Regions from separate parts of the Mus musculus genome. Here region 2 is linked to region 1. A link is a contact called in public Hi-C data. All regions are on one chromosome and are shown on one strand. Each heading gives the region's core, a stretch centred on a gene start, on an enhancer-like site or on the middle of the called end of the contact. The rest is flanking DNA. Distances are from core to core; before and after follow the strand shown.

The links. Hi-C and Micro-C count contacts between places; a contact is called where the count stands out from the background.
Region 2: a Hi-C map of liver shows a contact between it and region 1, with 3 times the contacts expected there. The contact joins two enhancer-like sites. A contact is called at or near these places in 5 of 484 Hi-C or Micro-C datasets (bone marrow-derived macrophages, liver, nephron progenitors and 1 more), 4 of 115 datasets of contacts at active chromatin or transcription factors (bone marrow-derived macrophages, fibro-adipogenic progenitors, heart atrium and 1 more) and 1 of 9 other capture datasets (adipose tissue).

Annotation. Positions count from the first base shown.
Region 1 is chr16:43,356,683-43,362,423 of GRCm38.p6, reverse strand. The region is part of intron 4 of Zbtb20 (zinc finger and BTB domain containing 20); the gene reads right to left. The region is part of intron 1 of Gm9968 (predicted gene 9968); the gene reads left to right. Among named protein-coding and RNA genes, the nearest start is that of Gm9968, 4.1 kb to the left of the region's middle. Within about 2 kb of position 2,118, at least 14 of the 459 cell types and tissues checked have an H3K27ac peak or open chromatin away from gene starts, as enhancers often do. A contact at or near this core is called in adipose tissue and liver, where this site is marked.
Region 2 is chr16:43,166,095-43,171,835 of GRCm38.p6, reverse strand. The region is part of intron 2 of Zbtb20 (zinc finger and BTB domain containing 20); the gene reads right to left. Among named protein-coding and RNA genes, the nearest start is that of Gm25873, 43 kb to the right of the region's middle. Within about 2 kb of position 2,120, at least 16 of the 459 cell types and tissues checked have an H3K27ac peak or open chromatin away from gene starts, as enhancers often do. A contact at or near this core is called in adipose tissue and liver, where this site is marked.

The DNA.
Region 1 (5,741 bases), core at 869-3,368:
TAGTTCTACCCAATACGTATAGTATCCAGGACTCTGTTAGACAGTGACCGCCAGGATTCCGAAGCATCACTCCTGTGCTGTACACTATAATACAGCCAGAGGTAAGCCAAAAGAAAGGAGGGGTAAAATCTAAGTTAAAAAAAGAAATCAGTGATGGAGAGGCAAGCTGTGCTATAAATCAACTGATGAAAACTACCTAAAACAGACAGAAAGATACCAATGTAGGTAAGGCTCCTGAGCGGGAGACTGGGAACCCTCGACACGGAAGGGGAAAGTCCGGCTGTGGTTTGGAGCTGTGTAGCATGGGAAGCAGAATGAGCCTCCAGAGAAGAAAAACACTAGTGAACAACTTGAAGTTTGAAGGGGAGCCGCCAAGATCTAGAACACATTCTTAGCTTTTAGCTCTCAGAGGCACAAGGTTGTGTCTGTTAAGAAAACATGTATGACAGGCTATGTAGCTTCTGTCCCACAGCATGTCAGTAGAGTATCCTATCACATGTTCAATGAATTTCCTAGTCTGTTTCCTTCTCTTTGAAAGGGGGGTGACCGTATCATCCTAATTGGCGTTATAAAGGCTGAGTTGATGTTTATCTATTTTTGTCATGGTATGTCTGTCTGACGCCGAATACACCAGAAACTACTATTATCACTAGCATCACTTATCACCCTTATGTGCCCAGTCAGAGAAGCTCTGCCATTGGTGTCCCACCAGATTGAGTAGAACCAGAAGAAATACTACAGGAGATCAGTTGGATGTAGGGCTTACCATGCTGCTTTGAAGAGCTTGTTTTCATGTGGGATTTTCAGTGTTACAATGTGAATACGGGGGATGCTGATGATCTATTATGTGAAAACCTTGATTGGGGAATCCATGTTATCAAAGGAACTGGGAGCCTGACAGTGTCTAGTAACCAGAGGCCAAAAGAAAAAAAAAAATGAGGGAATTTTTAGAAGCTACTCCAAAAGCAACAGGATAAAAGTGCTATTGGCCTTGACCACATGATGAGGCTGTTTTACCAAAGGGGAAAACTTAGTCCAGTTGATTGTCCCAGCCTAATTGATTAATTGTGGGTCTGACCATCTGGCTGATGAATGCTGACACCCAGCAGTGATTACTGTGTAACACAAGTCCGGATGTGCTCTCCATGATGCCTCCCACATTAATGGTAACACTGACCCCCAGGTTAGTTTATTTAGGCCTCTTGGCTCAGTCTCTTCATGGAACAGTGGTTGTGGCAGGGAATATTTTACTAGACCTGGTCAAGCATATCTTCTTCTCCTGTTTCAGTGGCCGCTCCTTTCCAATTCCACCCCGATCCTCTCCTGAGCCCTCTCGCACATAATCGGTTTTCATGCAAAGCCCTCCATCTGCACTTTTCATCATGTGGCCGAGGCTCTCATCTCTGGTCGCTCTATTGTGAAGAAGGTTGTTGGACTGGCCTGCAAGGGGAGCCCATGGAGTCCTTTTCACTGTGTTATCTGGACTGGTTTACTATCACTTACTCATATGGTTACAAAACAGAAATTATTTCATCCAAATCTTGAAACTGAGCTAAAGTTCTACAATATTTCAATTCTGTATGAAGATTAAGAGAAGATAATTCTTACATCTTAAAGTTATTTGTCATTCTTAGATGTGTGCCATGGATAGGAACCATCCTTGTCCTGAAACTAACTTGAGATTTCAGGGAAGCATTTCTGAGTTAGAGAAACTGTATCAGGCTGAAGAAAATAGCAGGGTACAGTAAGCGTGCCACCTACAAACCACTCTACATCCGGACACAGCATGTACGCACAATTCCCTGGGCAAATCAGATTTGAACACATGCAAACTTTAGATATTACAAAAAGTTTATTTTCTTCTTCATTCTATTTGGTGGAGAGGTAGGGGACAGTAAGCCCACAGCAAATGGCTTGAAAAGCTTGTGTGAGGAGTCACAACGGACAGTCATCCTTTCTCTGTTCTTTTCCCATCCTGATTTCTACCTTGAAATCATCCGTCTCCTGGTCTCCACAGACACTGAACTCCTCTGTGTTTGGGCTGTATTGGTGTTAATTTTCAGCAGAGAGTGGTAGCAGCATGCTGAAATACAGAGTTCTGTGTGGGGAGTTGGGAAATATTTTTGGCATGGCTGTCAGTAAACAACTCTGTATCTTGGGCAAGTCAAGTCCCTTAACTCCCCATGTCTCAGTTTCTTCATTGAAAAATGATAGGGTAGGACTGCATGAACTCTGCTGTTTCTGCCAACAGTAAGATTCTATGGTTCTATAGCTCATTTCCCTTTTTCTCCCCTCTGGCATCAAATGCTCAACAACTCTGCATAAAATAATTTTTCTTTTTCAGTTACTGAAGGAAAAATATCTCCTTCATTTACTGCTGGGCATTTTCTATTTGTACCCCCTCTTTCTTTTTGATGTTAGATATTTTGAGTCATAAACATGAACATATTCAGATAGATGCTTTAAATTTGAAGGCATTTAAGGAGAATAGCTTTCCCATGTAGAACATTTAGTATAGCTCTGCATGGAGGAAGCCAGCCATCCAAAGTGGAGCAAAGGGGCCAATTCACAAATGAGAGGAAGCCTTTCATAATAAGAGTCTCCAGGCTCTTCAATTTAGATAAAGCTCAAATGCTATCAACTCCCAACTACGTTTCCAGTCAGCCCCAGACACCATCACAGACACTTAGGACTACAAATCTGAGGACCAACGCTGGCAGGGATGCCGCTCTTATTTCACCTCCACCATCCATTGCCAAGTAGGATTTAGGATGGCATAGTAATAAGAGCCAAGAGGACAATCTGTCATTTATTTTCCTCCAAACTTTTTGAAATTTCCCATTTGGGCTCTGTTTCCCAGTTTTAATTTGGTAACTGCCATTTTTCAGCATTTCTTTTAACAGGTTACTAATAATTTCTGATACAGGATCTCATATTTCATTTTCTGCTGCTAGAACTTGCTGTTAATATTTCATCTGCCTTCAACTCAGCTCAGAATAAAGGCTGCTACATTTTAGATACTCTGTTAACACTTAGGTTCTGGGAATTTCATCTCCAGAGTTCACTTAGTTTATCCATATCTGGTTAAGTAACAGGTTGATGGTACAGGCAGTATCTCAGGGTGTGCTGCTAAACATGTTGCAGATTCTTGTGGTAGCTCTTCTCCAAATCTCTGACTGAGAGACTGAAAATACCCTATTTGTTTTCCAAGGTAACTTATGATTGGCTTTTGGAAGCGGAGTGGTTTTGACAAGCTGTGGCTCACAGAAAGTTCTAGGTTAAATTTTTTGTTTGTTTGTTTGAAATTTGCTAGATATATCACCTGTGAGGCCAATCTCTTTTTCTATTTCAAGAGAGAGTCAAAGTATACATCTGTATTGCTATATGGATCCAATAAATTTAACTGCTGAAGATTACTGAATTCTCAATAAATAATAGCTATCATTAATAATTTATAAATTCACATTATATAATATTGGATTTTGACACATTTTCCAAGGTCAACAAATTAATCCAGATTTTTATTTTTTAATAACAAATTCACTGAGAACTAGAGTAAAATCCTTTAAAGTGTAGATCAGTAAAGTCATATGGTCAGACAGTGTTTATAGCATCACCGTTTGCTGCCTTTCTAGCTAACTAAATTCTCAAAACATTTTGTTCATCTAATATCCAGGTCCAATCTTAGTCTGACCTGTGAGGACATATGGACTTCCTCCAACCCTAAGCATCACAGATCATTTTAATGTTACTTCGGAGTGTATGAAGCAGGTTCCATCGGAAGAGAAAAAACACATTGCAGTAAAGAACTATTAACACTAATAGGTGACTAGAATAAGGGGAGAATACCTTAGAAGAATTAAAGATAACTCTAAACATGAAAGAACAGCAAATGTAAGGAATAGCCACTCCTTGTAGAGCTCACATAGCATGTTCAAGGAAAAGTTGTTTGTATTCTTAGACAACAATCCAGACCTTGCTGGGTACAAGTAAAATCTTTTAGGATTTGGATACAGACATTGTTCAACAAGGCACAGGCATTGTCTACTGAATGCCAGAAATGTGCCAGAGAGCTTTCTCAACAGAAATTGTTGGTACCTGTATTTTTGAGTGGCAGTAAAAGATATCCATGGGATAGAACCTCATGTATGTGTGCCTGCATGGTGTGTGCCAGGAGAAGTGGGCAGAGATCAGGTAGTGGGGTTGCTATCTGTACCTCAGCTGGAGCAAATAGATAGGAGTATGTTCCATACTGACAAACACTAGAAAAGTTATGCAAAAGAAAGAAGTCAGGTTCTGGAGAAATTGTGCACAATGCATTAGTCGGCCAATGGAGTAGATAGAGCCAGGAAGGAAGCCCTCTGTAGTATGTCTACTGGACTCTCAACTGACAAAGTACCTTCAGGCCAGTGGACAAAGGAAAATGCTTAACTTGATCTTAGCCACAAGTCTGAGAAATGATAAAGGAGAATACTTTAAAGAGTCACAATTTTTGTAGAGTAGGTAAGGAAGGGTGAATTTAGACTCAAAGGGTTGTTAGGGTTCAAATGAGAACTGTCTCCATAGGCTTGTGTACTGGAACACTGGGGTCCTTGCTGGTGACATTGTTTGGAAAGGTTATTTAGAACATTTGAGAGGTACAGCCTGGCTGGAGGAAATCCATCACTGGGGTGGGGTTGAGAGTTTATAGCCTTGCCCCACTTCCAGTTAGCCCTGTTTCCCTATAGGGGTTTGGATGGGATCTCTAAGCACAAATAAACTCTTTCTCCAGATGCCTTTGGTCATGGATTTTATCACAGCAATAGAAAATCAATGAAGGCGATTGGTAACAGACACAGGTATTATTTGCTCACACATTTCATGAAATAACTCACTTTGGACTTACGATCTAGTGTTCTTAATGTATTGCACTTTTATTTATGTTCATTAATGAACTGACTCCCTCTGTTCTGCTGGATAAATACTGTCAGAAGGAAGGGAAATAAGAGGCTACTAAATGGAAACCTATACATCACCAGTTTAAAAAAACTCAGTACTAATATTTGTACAGTTACCCTTCTCTCCCAGTGCTGCCCACACTTTTATGATTTACTTAAGGAAAAGGCCAAACAGAAATATGACAGTACTGATCTAACTCTGTGACCCAAATCAGCATCCCCTCCACACACCAGAATCCCAGTGATGTGGACTATTAGGACCATGACAAATAATTCAAAGTTGGAGAAAGGTAAAACCCACCTTAGGTCTCACTTTTTCTTTCTCTCCTAACTACAAATCAGTGTATTCTATGTTTCTGATATAATACTCTCCTACACTGTAAAACTTTTATTAAACAAAAAAGCACCAGGGAGTGAGCAGTTGGGTTCATTACTAAAGACACGTGATGATTACTGTTGGGATTAGCTTTAAACCAAGGTAGGAATATAGACTCCAACACAGTTCCCTTCTTCTGCTTGCTTTCCTAATGTAAGAAGGGTTTTGTTGTTGTTGGGTTTTTATTTTTTGGTTTTGTTTTGTTTTTGTTTTTGTTTTTGTTTTTTTGGTTAATAGAAGTTAGGTTTAAAAACCTCTGACATTAGAAAACTGCTTGCTTATTGTTTGAGCACAAATTCTAAGTGGATCAGTAGAGTGCTAAGGGAAGTGTACTTTGGGGAGGCTCATGCCTCACCCATAAGTCCATCTTTCCCTAGGCCTGGTCACAAGCAGTACTCATCTCACTGCAGTGGAATAGATCCCTTTTC
Region 2 (5,741 bases), core at 871-3,370, 190 kb after region 1:
AACTTTCTTAAAACATTTTAATTGTATGCTGAATTTACATTTTTCCCTAAAAGCTTAATCAAATTACAAAGATCACAGTGTCCCTAGGACTAATGAGTCCCAATTTATATTAGAGAAAGCAGACGCTCCAAGAGCTAAAGGTATTGGCAGAAGATCATACTGCAAGGCCAGCGCTGCATTCAGTGTAGTTACGTGAATCCTAATAAAACCATTAAAAAATTACCACTTTGTTTTTTATTAAATTATCATTTTACTTCATTCAAGTTTTTGGCAGGATAGAATTAAAGTGTAAATAGCAAAATAATTTTTCATTACTTGAATTAGACTTTGTAATTTATAACCAATAAGATTTGGCTTACATCATGTCTTTTTCTTGTGTATTTTAGGATCTTATATCTCTGATAGCAATGGAAGCTCTAGGAGGCTGGGCTATGCTAATATTCAATTTATTCCTTCTCTATCTTGCAATAATCCAGGATGCCAAAAGCTAGCCTGTTGGTTGCTGATCATCCCACCTAAATATTGATGCTTCTAAAATGTGTCCTTTGAGATTTTCTTCATTTTAGAATTACAGACAGAAAGTCACTTCTCTTTGATATACACTGCATGCAATGAGGAAGAAGGCAGTCTTACAAAATGCATATATAGGCAATGGTTTTTCACCTCTGCATGCTGCAGAAAATCCCACTGAGTTAAGTAGGGTTCTACCAAGGCCACTTAAACATATTAGCCTATTATGCTCCACATTTCTTTATTGTTCTCGAAAAGCTAATGAAATGTTCCACTGCAGTGTTTATGCTGGAGTACTTTTAAAGGCATTTTCGTAGTGATGTTTCTCTCAGAACTCCAGAAGGGGTTTCCACTTCCTAAAAATATTTAGTAGACCATGCAGAGTCCATGCCGCCTCATTACTGTGACTGTTTAGACTTGCAGCTAATGATGAAATAGACTTAACAGTAGTCACTTACGGTTTCAATGTGGTCTTTAACATCACTGTGAACTGACAAGAATTAGAAAGCCAGCCAGGCAGACATGCTGCACTGTGCTAGCATGTGACCAGGCTTAATGTAGTGTGTATAGTCTAGACATAGAAACACAATGTTGGTTAGTTTTTTGGGTCAGAGTACCTGTAAAACTGAATAGTTGTTTCTCCAGAGTCAACTATATTTAGGAAAATAACAATATACCTATTGCTGAAATTCAAGTTATAAAATCACACATTTCCAATACCTTTTTCTTGTATAGTGTCAGTTTGTTCATCTAAAAGTCAAAGAGGGTGGCCTCCTTGATAGCCATTATCAGTTCTAGCACTAGAAGTGATATTATATGTATAATATCACTCACTTTATATTCTTAAACAAACAAAACAAATCCCACTACATTGGAGGAATTGTTTAGCAGGCAAAGAAATGAAAATGAAGTTCACTAAATTAGCTATATTTTATTACAATTGAAATTAAGACATTGTGCCTTGATTTACCACATATAGTTATCTCATCTCCCAAACATTAGCAATGGTGAAAGGCATAGCTATTAAGACTATTATAACTAAGTCTTAATTATTAAAGCCAAGATGTAAACTGTGGTAATGAACTGAGAATTGACTGGAGCACAGACTCCTGCTAAACTACTATGGGATACATTTTGCCAAAATGCCAATTCTTGTACAGTAATTTTAAAGCACAAATACACAAAGAGAATGGTTATTTCCTAAAACTAAAGTAAAATAAGTATGCTAAACAGTTTGGTTATTTTCAAGAAATCAGATCATATACCTAAAAGTCTTTTTAAAAGAGTTATTGATCTGATTTCTGTTGGATAATTCCAAGAATACCTTGTTTTCTTCCCAAATTAGATAAGAACATTCAACACAGACACTGAATTTAATGAATGCCAACAGCTTTCCCCATTACTTTTAAAATTTGATTATATAATACTTCTGTGAACACTAACAGATAAAACTATCAGAACACATGAATCAGAAGCAGAGTCTCACAGGAACAGTTTCTAGTAATTCTAGAATATTAATCTGACTGAAGGGTCAGTCACAAGTAAACAGTGTGGCACAGTGTTTCTAGAATAAAGAGATCTCATTACATAACCATGGATTTATCTCCTGTCTGGAAGCAACCCAGAAAGTAACTTATTCCCTTATACAAGAGTGGAGACAGAGTAAGAGAGGGACTAGTAAGACACACACTTTCACTCTAAGCATGAAGAATTGTCCAAAATCAGTGAGAATGAGCGTATGTGATCACATTACAGCCTCTTTAATAATGGGGCTATTGTAGCATATGGACACTAAAATGAGCACAAGGAGTCTCTGTTGTGCCCAATACTGCCATTATCCACTTGAACCATCTTGCCAAGTTGCTTAACATTTAGGTACACCAGGGCTTTGCTTCTGTTTGTCTGAAGTGGAAAGATCTAGATCTCTAAGTTCCCTTCCAACGGTGGCACTTTATGTCAACTTGTTTATAAATTCAAGTAATAATTAACCTTGTATCAATTGTTATATAACAGTTACTAATCTAAGTGAATGACATATTCACAGCTCAAACTAACACAGTTAAGACAGTCTCTTTATATTCATCTTTCTAAAATACAAGAGTACATATATAATTATATTTACTCATTCTTTACATTTTAGAAGTATTTATTTTTCAATGCTCATCAATTATTTATAAAATTCAATTTAATCATTAAATAAATGTATATGGTATACTCTGGTCAAATCTAGAGTTTTGTTATCTACTCCTCACATGGTCGTCATCCCCCCAAATCACCTTAATAACCTTGGCCATATTCCTCATATTGGAAATACAAAAATGCTCCTGGCTGTATTATAGCAGATCTCAGAGTACAAATGATTTACAGACTTCTATTGCTTATGTTCCCTTAACTAGTTCTGAAAACCATTTTAACAGACAATAAAGTTAGTTGGCCATTGACTGGTCTTTTATGAGTGAAAACAAAGCCATGAGAACGATGGACCCCAGGTCCTAGCCCTTTCACTCGGAGACACTTTCCAAGCTTGCCGCCTTCGCTGGGATCTGCTGATCACTAAGGCCAGACAGTAGGAAGCCAGGGTGCACACACTGGAAAATTAAAGGTCATTAGAAAGGGATGGTGAAGGTCAAGAGGAAGTCCCTAGGCCTATCACAAAAGTCTCACTAGAGGGTGCTCTTGGGCTTTTATGAGTTCTCCAGTCTTCAAAAATAAAATCAAGTATTGCTTGGAGAACATAGTCTGCTTCAGCATAAATTGGACTCCATTATGGAATCCAGATCTTCTACTTCAATACAGATATAAAGATGTAAAAAAAACCCAAACCTTTCACTTGTAGTCATCTTGTTCTATGGGTTGTATACATAAGATTTCAGAAGATCTTTGGGGTCTCCAGGTCGACATTCCAGTAACACTGAACATATACTCAAAATCCCTTTTTACTTTCTTTTTCTTTTTTTTCATTTACTTATTTATTCATTTTACATACCGATGACATTTTTAACAGCTGTTTTTTTTAAAAATGATATTAGTAGTCTGTGTGTGCGGATGCTGTGTCCAACACCAACAAAAAAAGGTGGCTGGAGAGACAGCTGTGGGTGCTGGGAACCAAACCCTTATATTTTTGGTTGTGAGCCTAGCCTTTAAAGGCTGAGCCATCTCTCCAGCCCATCAATATTTCTTGACTCTTCTTTACATATAAAATAATTTTATGGTTTTTATATATCACAATAAATTTTAAAATCTACTGCTTGTGCTAGAATTTGTCTATAGATATGGTCTTGCATTTTTGAATTTTAATATTTATATTATCATTCTAATGATTCCTTCTTTCAATAGAGCATATAATTTCCCAACCTGTATTGAGAAAATAGAAATGGTTTATTACTATGTTGCATATTTTTAACATTTATTATATTTATTATATTAGGAAGGACAAAATGGTTTTATCTTTACACATTAAAAAGTAGAAATGGCATGTACAAGATCATGATTTCTCTAAAGACCTAAACTGACTAGATGAGTACTTTATCATTGTGAAATAAGGATTCTCTGCTCTGCTTCCAGTCATTCTGGTACCTGCAAAACTTGTCACACACACTGTCAGATATGGTAGCTTTAGCATCTTTAGGTTTGGCAGTGGAACTCAGAAGACGATTTGGATTACAAAGATTTGCCAGAACTTCCAATTTAGCTAAACTTAACGATTCATTACCCCTTACCTGAATTATGCTCATGAGTTTCTCTTTAAAATCTATCTGCTTGAATATTTTTGACAAAAAATTTCAAGGTTATATAGTAGCCATTTATAATGCATGAATCAGTTTAAAATGTTAAATTCTCCATTTGATATCAGATGCATCTGTACTCTACGGATTTTAGTTCCACACTCAGCATCTTCAATGGATTGGAAAAAGTATGAAAAATTCCAAAAGTTTTTAATTTTTCTCTCTGCTCTTACAATGTTGTCATTGACTTATTAAAGACCCTGCTTTATGACACATCATGTAGCTTATGTTTACGAATTTGATACATGGTATTGAGCACACATATATTTAAAGTGTACTTCATTCAAGTTAGGTATGAATGAGCTTAAACCATGCTATGAAGAATTGGCAAAATTCCCATGGATACTGTGAAATAAAAAGAATCAATGAAAAGACGTAATTATTTTAGTCCTAGATATAATTAATTTGTGGGAGAGGTCATTTCATTTCAAATACATGCAAGTTTCTCCAAACACAGGTCAATGTTTGCTGGATAATGGTAGAAAAGACTCATTTGGTTTGAGTTTGCCCACTTTGATATTCATCTCTATATCACAGTTAAATAAAATGTTTTATAAATTTGCATATCTGCAAAAAAAAGGGCTCAAGCTGAGGCAGAGTGACAAGCATTGTTGATTTGGACATGAAAACCTCTTAACTACTCTTAAGTGTTTTTCTGTGATTTTTTTTCTTCTAATCTTTTTTTTTTTTTTTAAACCAGAGTGAAAGAAACAGAAAAGTTTACCTGAATTTATGAATCAGATTAGTAAAGATTTTTAGTTAGAGGTGACATATGGAATGTAAATCCCACACAATTAGTTTACAATCAGGAAACAAATGCACAGAAAAAGTTACACCTCTCTGTACCCTGTGCTGTTAGTATGCAGTGGGTCTTGTTTAGCTGAGGTTGAGTTCCTAGACCACTGCTCTTTCTACTGCACAGCTTCCCATACTGCTTGGCGTTTCATAGGGATTTGTATGGCATGTCATAATTTCATTTTGAGTTCCATTGAAATTTCAGAGAAAGAAGGCAAATTGTTTTCTAGTAACTAGATCTTGTATGTGGGCAACACTCCTAGGCTTCAATGATCCCCATGACAGTCTAGGTCTACTGGCCTATGAGGATGAACACTCATTAAAAATGTATGCATCACAAAGTACAATTAATGTTCTTCCTGACAACAGGGGCCTTCTGTGTCTCTGCAGTTACTGCCCTCTGCCATCTTAAATCCAAGAGGCACCCTGTATTTCTCTGAAAGTCTTCCCAGCATGAAAGTACTGCTTACCTTGGAGGAACAAGAGTGCAGGTGTATTCTCTGCTTAAGAAGACACACTAAACCAAACTCTGAACTTACAGAACAGGTAAATTAGGGGGTGATTATTCGCATTATAAAAGGATTCACCACAGGATGCTTTTAAATCATAAGCTGTTCTACTGCATTTTAAATAAGTTGATTTACAAAGCTT